2 separate regions of the Rattus norvegicus genome follow, and region 2 is linked to region 1. Evidence: chromatin contacts called from public Hi-C data. All regions are on one chromosome and are shown on one strand. The core of a region is the stretch at or near the end of the contact, and the rest is flanking DNA. Distances in the headings are between cores, read along the strand shown.

The links. Hi-C and Micro-C count contacts between places; a contact is called where the count stands out from the background.
Region 2: a contact with region 1 is called in a Hi-C map of prefrontal cortex, with 4 times the contacts expected there. The contact joins the enhancer-like site here to the promoter of Gpm6a in region 1. A contact is called at or near these places in 2 of 12 Hi-C or Micro-C datasets (frontal cortex and prefrontal cortex).

What each region holds. Positions count from the first base shown.
Region 1 is chr16:43,486,023-43,490,103 of GRCr8, forward strand. Gpm6a (glycoprotein m6a) reads right to left here and starts at 1,790. Exons shown (of 7, transcript NM_178105.3): 1 at 1,183-1,790. The coding sequence starts at 1,219.
Region 2 is chr16:43,574,014-43,578,094 of GRCr8, forward strand. It overlaps a transcript of Gpm6a not described here. Among named protein-coding and RNA genes, the nearest start is that of Gpm6a, 88 kb to the left of the region's middle. Within about 2 kb of position 1,943, at least 18 of the 93 cell types and tissues checked have an H3K27ac peak or open chromatin away from gene starts, as enhancers often do. A contact at or near this core is called in prefrontal cortex, where this site is marked.

The DNA.
Region 1 (4,081 bases), core at 540-3,039:
ACAAACTTAGCCTCTGAATACAGGTGGATCTGTGTACATCATTATACCCCAATGGGTGTGTGGGTTTGTGTGTGTGTGTGTGTGTGTGTGTGTGTGTGTGTGTGTGTGTGTAGGTGTGTCGGGGGGGCTACTTAGAAAAGAGGACAAGCATACCTGAACATTTTAACATATGAGAAATCATGCACTGAACCTCCAAACTACAAGTGACATCATTTAAAATGCAGTTTTAAAACAAGAACACATTTATATACATTTAAAACCATCCTTGAAAATGTATTTCTCTAGCAATTCTTGTAAACTATTTTCTTTATGTGTATTATGTAGTATGACTCTTTTAATCTTAAGAAAACAAGAGTGTTTTCTCTAGTATTACATAAGCCTGTGCACAGACATGAGAGCAAACACTGCCTCTACTGGGGTGAAACACATTTCCTCTGAAGCCTCACTTGATGTATTTAAAAAAAAAATTCTAAAGCTGTTTGAATCATTTGAAATTGGCAACATTTTCCATTGTTAATTTAAAAAAATTATCACATATAGCCAGATAATAACTATAAAGCTTTAAAAATGAATCTGAAATTTAACAAAGATTAAATATTTATAATCAACTGTAAGTTGAAAGAAAGAAAAAACTAATGTCATTAAATAAACCTCAAAATCTGTGAATTTTTGCTCCTTATTAATTAAAACAACACTGCACCCATGAAAATAAATAAATTAAATGAGTACAAACCAAATGATACTAAATGCTGTTGTTCTTTGTTCTATCAGATGGCTGTGCAAAGGTATTGATAATGATTACATCATCAAATTTTTAACTGCAACTTGTGCACCAATTGTGTTTGTGTCTGAAATCTGGAATCTCAGAGCTCAGCTTGACAACCATGAAAACGTGAAATAAATGAAGTTTAACAAAGACTGGACTAAAGACTACTTCACCCCACTGCACTGTCCTTATCATCAATATCTGAATATGCGTTTAGATACTTATATCTAGAAGATGCTCAAACGATAAGGATCGCAACTGGCAATACAGCAAATGAGGAGCAGAGGAAAAAGGAAGGGGGAAATGCCTTTCAAGAGAAAAAGATTCATTAGTCTCTCTGGCAAGTGTTTAAAACAAACAACGAAAGCACAAAATGATCACTTCATTACAAATAAACCCTTTTTAAAGCACAGTACCTTTTTGTGTCTGTCCTTCTTCCATATTCTCTTCCATGGCTACCTTTCTTCAGGAGAATCTGGTGCACGGAATTAGTCAAAAGCTCAATTAGATGTTAAAAAAAGCGAGTGCTTTTTTTCCCTGGGCAGCTCCAGCAGCAGTGGCTTGGGCAAGTCCTTGGAGCTTAGCTGAAGCTCCCTCGCGCCTCTTGTTTGCTTAGAGGCTGGCTGTCAAGTGTAATTTCATTCAAATTACTCTTCCGTGAAGATTATCAATTTTTCTTCTCAAAGCTGCCTATTGTGTGCCACAGTAAGCAGGTACTCAAACAAACAGCCGGATAATTTTGGGAGGGGGAGTGGAAAGGGGTCTGGATGCTAGGAGCAGAGGCACTGTGATTCACAAGCCTCGCTTTGCATTTAAAATGGGGGAAAGAAATTGAGGTTTGTGTTGAAATCTCGGCTTTAAACTGGAAGCAGGCTGAACTGTGAACAGATGGAGGGGTGTCCTCCTAGCATGAAGCGGACCACCAACCCATAATTCCCCCCATTGCTACCACAGTGGGAAAGCCCAGATTCTCATCCTGTCTTTCTGCTGCAGTAGTTTCTGCTCACCCAGTCAGATTCATTACAAAAATGCCCTTTCCTTTTACCTCCTCACGAAGTGTCTAGTTAATTTGATTTAAAGGTGCCAAGAAGGGATGCAATTAGACTATCTCGAGGCTGGTCTGTTAAAGGTTATTATTAAGATAGGACCCTCACATTCACATCTTTCCAAATCAAGGAGAAATAAAAACATGGCTATCAAAGAAATAAGTATAAATCTTTTGTTTTAATAAGTATTTAATTTTTTTTAGTGACATAGGACTTTTACAGGTAAAGAGGAGAAAAAAAAAAAGGATCTATCGGCGTAGCTGATTCCAAATGGGAATTTTGTGAAGAGAAAAATGTTAAGGGTGATTATTGGAGAATGGGGGCGACAAAAAGAACGAAAGGATTCTGGATAAGGAACAACAGGATACAATGGGAATCCGCACTCTGATTTGGAATGCAAATCACAATGTTGCAGTCTGGCAATAAATTAGCAATCGTGCTCAACCTATTGAGTGACAGAACACAACTAGAGTCTCAATACTTCACAAAAGGTACAGGAAGAAAATAAACACTGTCTGTCAAAGCTGTGTCAAGCTTTAGTAGAGTATAAAGGAAGACTGTCTTGCCTGTGTTTCTCTCAAAATAAACAAGCATACAGAAATACACAGGGAAGAATAAGCTCTTGCCTTTAATGTAAAAATGTATATCCTCATTATCCAGATAATACATTTGTGTTATAGGAAAAATTTCGCATAGGTTTTAAGGTATGTCGGCAGCATATTGCACACTGCTCTCCCAATTTTAAGAGCAGTTATTTCAAGGAAAAGATGATCTGAGGACACTCCAGTTTATTTACCTAAATGAAGGTCTATTATCTCTCCGATAATCAATAGTTCTATTCTTTTTGTCAAATGCGTTTAACTCAAGGATAAATGCAATTGATAAAAACTTTAGCCACCTCACCTCTCTGAATAAACAAATCGATTTTTATTCAAGGATTTTGAGACAGTTGCTTGTTCCAAGCAGATTGAGAGAGAACTCACAGGGAACCCAAAGAAGCCAAATCATAGCAGTCCCTCTGTTTCAGCCCATCTCTCGGCTGACATATCCTGGCATACAGTCAGAAGAAAATGGAGCTTCCATCCTTGTTTATCTACTTCATTCATTTTACAACACAGAAATAATCAGTGTCACCAGTTATTAACAGCAGCACCCAAACAAATAATAACACTATCATATTTTATAGTATTTATAAACTTTAAAAGGTTCAAGTACATTACTTAAGGAAAACAGGGAAATATTCTTGACCCCATGTATGTTGGAAGACCCATCTAGTATATAAAGAAGAAACTTTTAGAGCCCACATCATCAGCTATCTTTGTCTAGTACTCTAATTTTTAAAACTGTTCTACATTTCTACTCTAGTCCATCACAGGTGCCTTCAGTGTTCTTTAAAAATTCACCCTCAGTTCATGCCTATTTTATTTTACCATCCACAGATCATGTTAAAAATATTGGCTGGGCAAGATCAGTAGAAAGATGTGACTACGATTTCTTTTTTATTCTGGAAACTTCAAGGGAAAATATATTTGTATATTCACCAACTTATTGTCAACATGGTTTTCTCTATAAAGCAAAAGCGACTCTTCCTTTTTTTTAATATATAGAGCATCATCCTCTCATGTTGAAGATAATAGAGTTCTTCCAAACTGATGAGAATAAATGCGTATACATAGAGTATTCTTATACCAACAACCTGTAAACAAGTGAAGATTTATTTGTTGATATATACACAAAGCTAAGTCATTTTGAAGTCTACACTCTTGTGGGTTTTCAGTATAGTCACATTTATATAGTATTCTTTCTACTACTCTTCTCTGGAACTCTTTAAATCTCCCCACAGTGAAGTTTAGTACCCATTAAACACAAATTGTCCGTCTTCCTTTTTCCATTTGACAGCTGGGGTTGATGTTACTGGTTGACATTTTTAGGATATTTGCAAAATTCTTTGTCATTTGAATAAAAATACTTAAACATCTAGTCATATGAAAAGTAGTTCAGGAGATAGATGTTCATGAGATAAACTCATAGAAGACTGATTTTTATGAACTCTAAATTTAAAACATTAACCTTAATAACTGCCAATGATCTTTCCTCTGTATTCCCATTATGGTAGTTTGAATGAGAATGGTGTCCATAGGATCCTATATTTGAAATCTTGGTCCCAAATTAGTGGGACTCTTTAAGAAGGATTAGAGGAGTGGCCTTGTTGGTGAAAGTATGTTATTGAGAGCAGGTTTTGAGGGTTCAAAAGCTCATACTATCCCCT
Region 2 (4,081 bases), core at 693-3,192, 88 kb after region 1:
CAAAAACTGACCCACCTGAAGATCCAGCCCATACACAGCCACCGAACCCAGACAATACTGCTGATGCCAAGAAGTACAGGGCGACAGGAGCCTAATAAAGCTGTCTCCTGAGAGGCTCTACCAGACAAATACAGAGGCAGATGCTTGCATTGAACTGAGAATGGGATTCCCAATGGAGAAGTTAGAGAAAGGACTAAAGGAGCTGAAGGAGTTTGCAACCCCATAACAACAATAATACCAATCATTCAGACCTCCCAGGATCTAAACCATCATCCAAAGAGTACACATAGACAGACCCATGGCTCCAGCTGCGTATGTAGCAGAGGATGGCCGTGTTGAGTATCAATGGGAGGAGAAGCCCTTGGACCTGCCAAGGCTTGATGCCCCAGTGTACAGGAATGTCAGGACAGGGAGGTGGGAAGGGGTGGATGGGTGCGTGGGGGATCACCCTCATAGAAGCAGGAGGAGGAGAGATGGAATAGAGGGGTCATGGATGGGAAATCAGGAAAGGGGATAACATTTAAAATGTAAATAAAAAATCCAATTAAAAAAAGAAACTTGTCACAATAATGAAGAAAAGTTGTGAACACTCTCTCCAGCATCCTGTGTTCTTGCTGGCCCTTTCAAATAACCACAGTCGAATTCCCACTGTTTTGTTTCTACTGCTATCTTAATTTTGTCCTTCTGAGGCTCTTTCTCCATCCTATGAGCTTCTGAAAAGCCTATAAGCTGGCCATAATGGCACATAACTGGTCTCCCAGCACTTGGGAGATAGCAAAAATAAGACCAACAGTTCTAGGTCATCCTTAAGTACACAGGGAGTTTGAGACCAGTCTAGGGTATAAGAGACATTGTATCAAATAAATAATGCAAAATAATCAAGCAAAGAAACAACAACAAGGGAAGCTTGCAAATTTGTTTGCTTAATTTAGCTTTAAGTATTTGTATTCATTTCAAAATATTCTCCATCTATCCACATGCGTTCTAGTGTGATAGACACGTGACTTGTGGAGTAATGAATAAAAAGTGATCTAAGTGATCATAATGTAGCTACCTGAGTCAACTGGGGGTAACAAAGAATCACCAGCAATACTGAGAACCCAGTTACAGCTAAATGATATAAACATCATACATTTATGATGTTCAAATGTGATTAATCATCTATGCAGTGATCATGAACAACAGAACTTTTAAAATAAGTTGGATAATGGTTTCCCAATTTTATCAAGATATTATAAATAAATCATATAATGATTTATTTGTCAAATATGTCATATAACATATCCCTTGAAGACATTGTTGCATATACCAGTTGAAAACATGGTGAATTTGACTTAAAAATATTTGTAGCCCAATTTTTCTAGACAAAACAATCTGAGAAATAAAAACATCACAAATCATCCCAAGATCTTCTAGGTACTGCTAAAAACAGATGTCTCACTGAGCACACACTTTAATCCCACCACTCAGGAGGCAGAGGCAGGTGCATCTTTGAATTCCAGGAAGTTTCAGATCAGCAGCCAGGAAAACACAACAAAACCCTGTCTCAAAAAGAAAAAAGAGCCTCAAATGCCAAAATTTTTTATGTGATTTTTTTTCAAGGGCAGCTGTTTAAAGGGTCAACTGTCTTTGACAGCAATAAATGACTCTCGATTTTAGCCTAGACTTTGATAGAACTCTTATTAATGATGACAGATGGGATACAGAATCTGAATACAAGTCAGATAAAGTAGCTACATGTAGATGCAAGCGATGGCTTTATTTTTAGTCAGCCATTTAACTGGGTAACTCAGATAACCGTTTTCTTTTTCCTTTTCTTTCTTTTTTCCCTTTTACCCACAACTTGAGAAGATTAGACAAATTTTCAACAAGCTCAAGCCTTCTAGAATTCATACTGTGATTTCTCTATGTAGTTTGACTCCCATATGGTGTTTAGATCTGAAAATAGTATGAATGTGGGAAGAATACTAGGAGGAGTGTGGTGACGGTCCATGGGTATCAGAAGAAGAATCTCATGCAGTCATTTATATTAGAATTCAAGAATACAGACATGAATTCAAGAATACAGACATCTTTAACACAATGGACTATAGGAATAGCCACACCATTCATGTACTGGACAGCATCATGCTTAAATGATTGGATTTAAAGTAATAAATTTAAAGGCAAATTTTTGAGGTTGCTTTTAACTAACATCTACTGTACATTTTGTTCTCATTCTCTGGAAAGAAAATATGTCACTATCTATTTTGAGTTTTTGCTTCTGTTTGTAGAGAAGATACACTTCTCTCTGGAAATTGTCTTTGGAGTGCCATGGTAACCACATCCTTTCAATCAAGTCTGTCCTGTGGGCTGCTCAATTTAAGACATTTGAAAATGCCACTGAAGAAGATAACACCAAACAGACACGAAAGGGTATGCCTAAACATAAAAGTGAGAGATTTTCTTAGTGTGCACTTAAATGAAATGCCAAGAATAGGGGAGGGAGACCAGGAATCACCAATCCAGAAACTCTGAAGAACTCTACGTCCCCAACCCTTCTGCCTAATCTCACATTATGTCAGCCTGTTGTTTGTACTATTCCTGCATTTTAGCATTGGAGTTGACAACCAAGATTAAGAAGGACAAATATGAAATGGTAAGATTCTAGCTGAAAGGTAAGCATGGTTACTACAGACATTGTCCTTACAGGGCTCTGTGTGAAGAGGAGGTTCCCAAGGTCCATATGAGCACGTGTCTCCCATGACAGAAACCAGACTTCCAAAATCAGGAGAATTATGCCTTGATGATTCTGTGTCATCACAGAGACTGAGAGCCATCGACAGTCTAATAATAGGACGTGGCATTTTCCTATGAAAAGTGCAATTGAAAAACTTAGTTGTAGGGCACAGAATATAGTACAAGTCTCCACAGACTGGTAAAGGGGCTGGGGCATGTATCTGCAACCACTGTGTGATGATCAAATTACTGGGTCTGGAAAGGCGGCTCAGCTTTTACGATCATTTGCTCTTGTAGAGGAACCCGGTTTCATTTCCAGCACTTACATCATGGGGGGCGCTCATAATCCTCCATAACTCCAGTTACAGGGATCATATCCCCTCTGCTATCCCCTGCAGGCACAAGTCACACATACATTGAACACACTCATATGCATAATATAAATTTGTCTAAATTATTTTTTTAAATCTACTTCTAAATGTACAAGGTCAGAAATCAAATGCAATGTTATGTACTTGAATTCCATGAGACAGCTGAGCATCCACCATAATATTGGGGTAAATGGCATTCTTCTCTTATTAAATATTATAATATAAATGATATATACAGATACTTTAAATAAAAATAAATATTTTAATTATTTGCTTGTAAATAAATTTTAAGTTATTACTGAATGTAATATATTAAGTTTTTAATTTTAAAAAATATATTTATGTGTTTAATTGTTTTTCCTGCATATATTTGTGTATACTATATGTATGCCTGGTGTATGCAGAGATTAGAAGGAACCTTAACAAACTTCACCAAGCAGCCAACAAGATGTGGTTTCTAAAGAGCATTTCTGAAATGTCTGAATACTTCTAAAATTGTATAATGATCAAAGATATGTTTAAAACCTTTAAAATGGAAACCATTGAATGTAATGGGTAAAACAACAGTTTACGAGGCTAGAGAAGAAGGCAGATGACTGCGGCTAGAGTCCTTATACTCCTAAGGTTCCTGCTTTCTTGATGCCAGTGGGAAACTGTCAGGTTGAAACAGGTATTCCTCTAATTTGCTGCATTACTCACATTTAATGAATTACTCACATCTAAACTACTGCTGTCTTTTACCACTGTAGAAGTATAATAGAAATAAAAGCAGAAATATAATCTGAGCCATATAAGTGCATTATCTAATTTCTATTTTTAAATTAACAACAGCAAAAGAGAAATATATACCTATATATTCTTTAAAATACAGTAAATAAAGCGAAACTGTTCCAAAAGTAATCAATTACTAAAAATCTTTAGACCTTTTTCTGTGCTGTCTCAACAATCTGGTGCATGTCAATTCATAAACTAAATTGTCATTGGAAACACAT